Regions from separate parts of the Mus musculus genome. Here region 1 is linked to region 2. The links are chromatin contacts, called in public Hi-C maps. All regions are on one chromosome and are shown on one strand. The core of a region is the stretch at or near the end of the contact, and the rest is flanking DNA. Distances in the headings are between cores, read along the strand shown. Region 1 has its middle 18 kb from the start of Gm33033. Region 2 has its middle 4.9 kb from the start of Gm52570.

Region 1 (2,700 bases), core at 71-2,570, 150 kb after region 2:
AGAAAACAAACTTGCTCAGAACAGGGTGTGGAGCAACAGGGAGGACAGGAATCTGCTCACGTGCCTAGCACCTACCTCCTGGCTCTCTCAGCAACAATCCCTGAGACACAGTGACCACGAGGGTTTGCAGGAGGGGAGGTGGAGGAGAGGTACCGGGTCTGGCAGTCAGCAGACGCAGAGAACAACCCACTCTCTTTAGGCAGCCGAGTCCTAGCCCTCTAACTCAGTCTAGGGTAGAGTTGTGACTCTACACGTAGGAGCCATGCACTACAAAGTCAACACCCCCCCACCCTGGTCTCAGTTTCCTATTACAACATTTTCCCATATGTGTTCATTTCTTAGCTGATTTATTTTAAGATTAAAAGATTACGCCAGGCATGGTGGTGCATGCCTTTAATCCCAGCACTCAGGAGGCAGAGGCAAGAGGATCTCTGTGAGTTCGAGGTCAGTCTGGTCTACAAATCGGCAGGTTCCAGCACAGCCAGGGCTGTTGCACAGAGAAACCTTGTCTGGAAAAACCAGAAGAAGAAGAAAAAAACAATTTTAAAGAAATGACATTCTTTTATTTATTTATTTATTTGTGTGTATGTATGTATGCACACTCACACCACAGCATGTTTGTGAAGGTCAGCTTGCAGAAGCAGTCTCTTTCTACCATGTGTATCCCTGGGATCAAGTTTGTCCAGGTTGGCAGCAAGCACCTTTACCTACTGAGCTATCTTGCCAGCCCATGAAGATTTCAAAGAGAAATAAGAATAACATCATTGTCAGGAAGGCACTGCCTCAAGACCTGAGAGTGGGTAGTTTTCCTCCTCTTCCTCCTTCTCCTCTCCTCCCCCCTCCCCCTCCCCCCTCCCCCTCCTCCTCCTTCTCCTCTTCCTCCTCCTTGGAGCCAAGGATGTCTTCTATGAAGATCAAGCTGACCTTCAACTCTTGATTCTCATGCCTCAACCTCCTAGAGATTTCTAAATCAAAATAATAATGATTTTCAAAGTAGAGTTAAGTGACTAAAAAAAAACAACAACAAACTTTTGAAGTCTCCCAGGTGTTTGTTTGTTTGTTTTTGCCTAGTGTCTGTCTGAGACGGAGTACCTATTAAAATAACATGGATCCTACTGCCTCCTGCTGGGTGTCAGAACTCTTCGTGTGTCTGACTCAGTCCGAGGTGGAATTCTGTCTCCCATTTACTAGCTGGGACCCCTGAGGCTCTACAACTCCCTCAACCTCACTTCCCATCTATACAACACGAGGCGCGTAGAAATGCTGGGCGGCTCGTGAGCATCAAGGCTTCAGAAGCAACCTAACCTGGGAGACCGACCGACTGGATGAGCTTGGTTCAAACAGTGCGTCACCGGCTCCCTGGTACCCGCCCGCTCAGCAGCGCCTTCCGACCGCTGGGAAGGGGCGACACCTGGCGGGCGCGCCTGGAACTGCTCATGGACCGCAGTATCGTTCCGCAAATGCCCACCCGATCGATGTTCGTTCACGCGGGAACTTCGGGTGGGCCCAGCTCAGGGCGCACACCACAGCACACTCACTCACTCACTCACTCACTCACTCACTCACTCACTCACTCACTCACTCACTCACTCTCACTCACTCACTCACTCACTCACTCACTCTCACACACACTCGCATGGGAAGAGGGGCTGAGAAGCTCCCCCGCCCACTTCTCCTAGGGAATGTCTGAGGTTCCCGGGCCTGATAAGGATAGATCCCTGCAAGTGAACAAGGCTGATCCAATGAAGACATAACACTACAACAGGCCAAGAGCCCGGCTCCCATCGCAGACCATGTAGTAGATGGCGTGGCACAGGAGATTTTTACTAGGTGAGCTGAACTTCTGAACAGGATCTTCGGAAGCCATCCTTGGGTCTGACTCTTTTCTCTCTGTAGCAGCAATGGCTTGATGGAGTTGTGCTCCTGAGTCTGCGGCTGAACAGGGGTGGATGACACACAAACAGACGTGGCCCATCCCAGGACCAGCCAGTCATACAGTGGGTGTGGGTGCTCTTCTGTGACCCCAACATTTCAGAGGCTGAGGCTGAAGGGCCAGGAAGGAGTTCTAGGACAGCTACCAGCACCCCTAACAAGCTGCTGAGAATCTGGGGTCTCTTAGTGGCAGCAAAGCCCCAGCTGGGATGTTGTGCACAATGGAGTGAGGCGATTTCCTTTAAAAGCTAAATTCTTGGGCTGAAGAGACCACTCTGTATCTAAGACTACTTTTGGTTCTGCCAAAGGACTGGAGTCCAGTTCCCAGGACCCACTTGGCAGCATGTAACCATATGTAACTCCAGTTCCAGGGCATCGGATTTCCTCCTCTGATCTCCAAGAGCAACAACAACAACAACAACAACAACAACACACACACACACACAATCTAGAAACCAAACTCACTTGGGGCTAGGGAGATAACTTGGTTGGTAGAGGGTTTGTTCAGGCTAGCATGCACAAACCCCTAGGTTAGCTGGGGTGGACACACACACACGAGCAATGTAGTCAGGAGACTAGGAGTTCAACACCACATTATACTTTTTGGAGCATTCAGTGCCGACCTGAGAGCCTGTCTCAAAAATAAATATTTAAGTAAGGGAAAAATATGTGCTTTTAAAAGAAGAACGTGCCCTAGACATGGCAGCATACGTAGGAAAGACGGCAATGGGTGGAGAAACGGGACCAGCGTTTTAAGTGTGACGATCG
Region 2 (2,700 bases), core at 175-2,674:
TGCCCTTCAGTGTGCAGGGTGTCCTTGTGACTCTTTCACATTGTTGCCGGTAGCTGTCGTTTTCCCCGAGCAAGTTCTATCTTACAGGCAACCTCATCTTGCCCCTGTATTCACTCCGGGGAGCCCCAGAGTTCTTTTCTTAGGCTGCTGTGGCTATGGCTGCGGTGAACACGATGTGAGTGTGTGTGTGTGGGGGGGGGGTGCAATTTTATTTTAGTTAGTTGCATTGGTGTTTTGCCTGCATGTGTATCTATGTGAGGGTGTCAGATCTTGGAGGTACAGTTGTGAACTGCCATTGTGGGTGCCTGGAATTGAACCTGGGTCCTTTGAAAGAGCAGCCAGTGCCCTTAGTCACTGAGCCATCTCTCCAGTCCCTGCATAGATATTTTTGAGAGAGCTCTTGAATGGGCTTAGACCAAGATTCTGACTCATGAAAGCAGTGCTTTGTCCTCATAGACATCATGGTCAGGGTTTTTATTCTAGCAGGAGATGGGGAGGGGCCCTTCTTAGCTCTTGGCCCCAGGAAGGAAGGCTTGAGCGAATGAAAGGTATCATGAAAAAGGCCGAGTCAGCACGCAAGGACTCCATGCAGGCTTGTGTGACAGAGCAGACTGTGCGGAGACACAAAAATAAGCCAACAAAATGTTCTCTGCATGGTGGGGTCAGGCAGGGAAACTGAGACTTGAAGGGAAGAGGGAATTTAGCAAGTGGGGCTCCACTTCTCTTCCCCAATTGACTCTAGTGTCAGGTCCCAAGGAAGCCATGTTTCTTTCCCATAGCTAAGCTTCACCTTAAACATGAAGGTTTCTGCAGGGATATGTGGAGGCAGAGGACAGTTTATGTGTGTGTGTGAGTGTGTGCATGTGTGTGTATGAGTGTGTGCATATGTGTGCATGTATATGAGTGTGTATATGTGTGTGTGCATGAATATGTATATGAGTGTGTGTGAGTGTGTGTGTCCATGTATGTGAGTGTGAGTTCATGCGTGTGAGTGTGTGCATGTGTGTGCATGTATGTGAGTGTGTGAATGAGTTTGTGTGTGTGTGTGCATGTATGTGAGTGTGTGTGACTGTGTGTTTGTCTATGTATGTGAGTGTGTGAGAGTGTGTGTGTGAGTGTGTGTGTGTCCTAGCAGAGTGAAGAGCTGGGAAAAGTGGGGAAGTACATGCAGAGCCTTGGGGTGCCCACTCCTGGCTGAGTTTGCTCTATCTTGGGGACAGTCCGCATCACAGAACAGGACATTGAAGGGTGTGGTGAATCCCCAGGTCTTGGTGACCTGGCTTGTCAAAACTGCCATTTACTGTATGTTTCTTTCTGATGGACAGCAGCCAGCCGGAGAGACAGCAGGAACTTGACTGAGTGGCTCCAGGGATCGGTCAGTGGACTTTCCAGAGCTGTGAACAGGGCTCACAGAGGCCAGAGTGGGTCAGAGCAGACATGGGGAGGGGTGTAGAACTGATGAGTGTCACATGGGTGGGCCTGAAAGAGTCACAGGGAGGCCACCAGGCAGGAGCTGAGACTTGAAGAAGTCCATGATCCTCTCCTGCTGGCACCTCCTCCTCTCACCCAGCACTGCAGGAGGCAGGCAGCTGGCAGCTTCTCCAGAGATCAAGAGGAAGATGAAAGTCTGGGTGAAAGGATAGGAGGCCACTGGAGGCCACCTCTCACCTAGTCATGCCACTGCTAAGGGGACAAAAGCCCTGTAGCCTGTACTATGGCATTTTAAAGAAGCCATGTTTCTTTCCCACTGCTGAGCGTTAGCTTGGACATGAAGGTTTCTTTAGGGAGATGTGGAGGCAGGGGATAGTTTATGCGTGTGCATGTGTGTGCATGTGCGTGTTTGTGTGTATGTGCATGTATGTGAGTGTGTGTGCATGTATGTGAGTGTGTGTGTGAGAGAGAGACAGAGGAGAGAGACAAAGAGAGAGACAGAGAGAGGAGAGAAAGACAGAGGAGAATAAGAAGGAGGAGACACACACACACACACACAGAGAGAGAGAGAGAGAGAGAGAGAGAACAACCTTGGAAATTGATCCTCAGGAGCCATCTACCTTGTTTTGTGAGACCAGGTCTCTAGCTTAGCAGAAGTTTGTTCTAGGCTAGGCTGGCCGGCTGGCGAGCTCTGGGGACTGGTCTGTGTCTGATGTCCAAGTGAGTGGGTTTCAGGCACCGCCATGCCTGGCTTTTCCGGAGTGCTGAGGTTTGCACTTGGCTCCTCACTCAGCACACACTCCATCTAGACACTGTCTGTCTCCCTAGCTCGCCTCCTGCTCTGGTTTCAGCTCTGTCCCTTCAGCTGGGGTGACCTGGCTGTCTTAGACCCTTCCTCAGGCTGCCCGGAGCATGTGCCACCTTCAAGCTTTGGTTTTGAGTCCACATGGCTCACCTGTCACTATCAAGCACTTCCTGTTCTGGACTCTCAGGAGGCCAAGCAGCCATGGCCAGGGAAAGCCTACTTCAGGGGAGAACAGGTGTTTTGTGTGAGGCAGATGCATCGCTGGCTTTGAATTTGTAGCACATAAGCCTTAACCAAGATGCCCTGCCTCAAGTCTGTGCCATCTCTGTCTCCAGGAGGGGCTGGGGTCACCTAACTCTCCGGGGGAAGGTTCCTGCGCATCCTGACCCAAGCTTCCACACCACTGTGTGAACACGAGCTGGGGTTTCACCCTCCGGGTCTCTCTCTTTCTATCTGGAAGACGC

The links. A called contact is a pair of places that touch in the nucleus more often than the background predicts.
Region 1: a contact with region 2 is called in a Hi-C map of bone marrow-derived macrophages, with 33 read pairs. The contact joins two enhancer-like sites. A contact is called at or near these places in 3 of 15 datasets of contacts at CTCF or cohesin (large pre-B cells, pro-B cells and stem cell-derived epiblast-like cells), 13 of 484 Hi-C or Micro-C datasets (the BV-2 cell line, the F1.1 cell line, the G1E-ER4 cell line and 8 more), 15 of 115 datasets of contacts at active chromatin or transcription factors (the HPC-7 cell line, bone marrow-derived macrophages, embryonic basal ganglia and 9 more) and 1 of 9 other capture datasets (embryonic stem cells).

The regions. Positions count from the first base shown.
Region 1 is chr2:167,893,866-167,896,565 of GRCm38.p6, forward strand. No RefSeq gene overlaps it. Among named protein-coding and RNA genes, the nearest start is that of Gm33033, 18 kb to the left of the region's middle. Within about 2 kb of position 1,321, at least 48 of the 459 cell types and tissues checked have an H3K27ac peak or open chromatin away from gene starts, as enhancers often do. A contact at or near this core is called in bone marrow-derived macrophages, where this site is marked.
Region 2 is chr2:167,742,742-167,745,441 of GRCm38.p6, forward strand. No RefSeq gene overlaps it. Among named protein-coding and RNA genes, the nearest start is that of Gm52570, 4.9 kb to the left of the region's middle. Within about 2 kb of position 1,425, at least 24 of the 459 cell types and tissues checked have an H3K27ac peak or open chromatin away from gene starts, as enhancers often do. A contact at or near this core is called in bone marrow-derived macrophages, where this site is marked.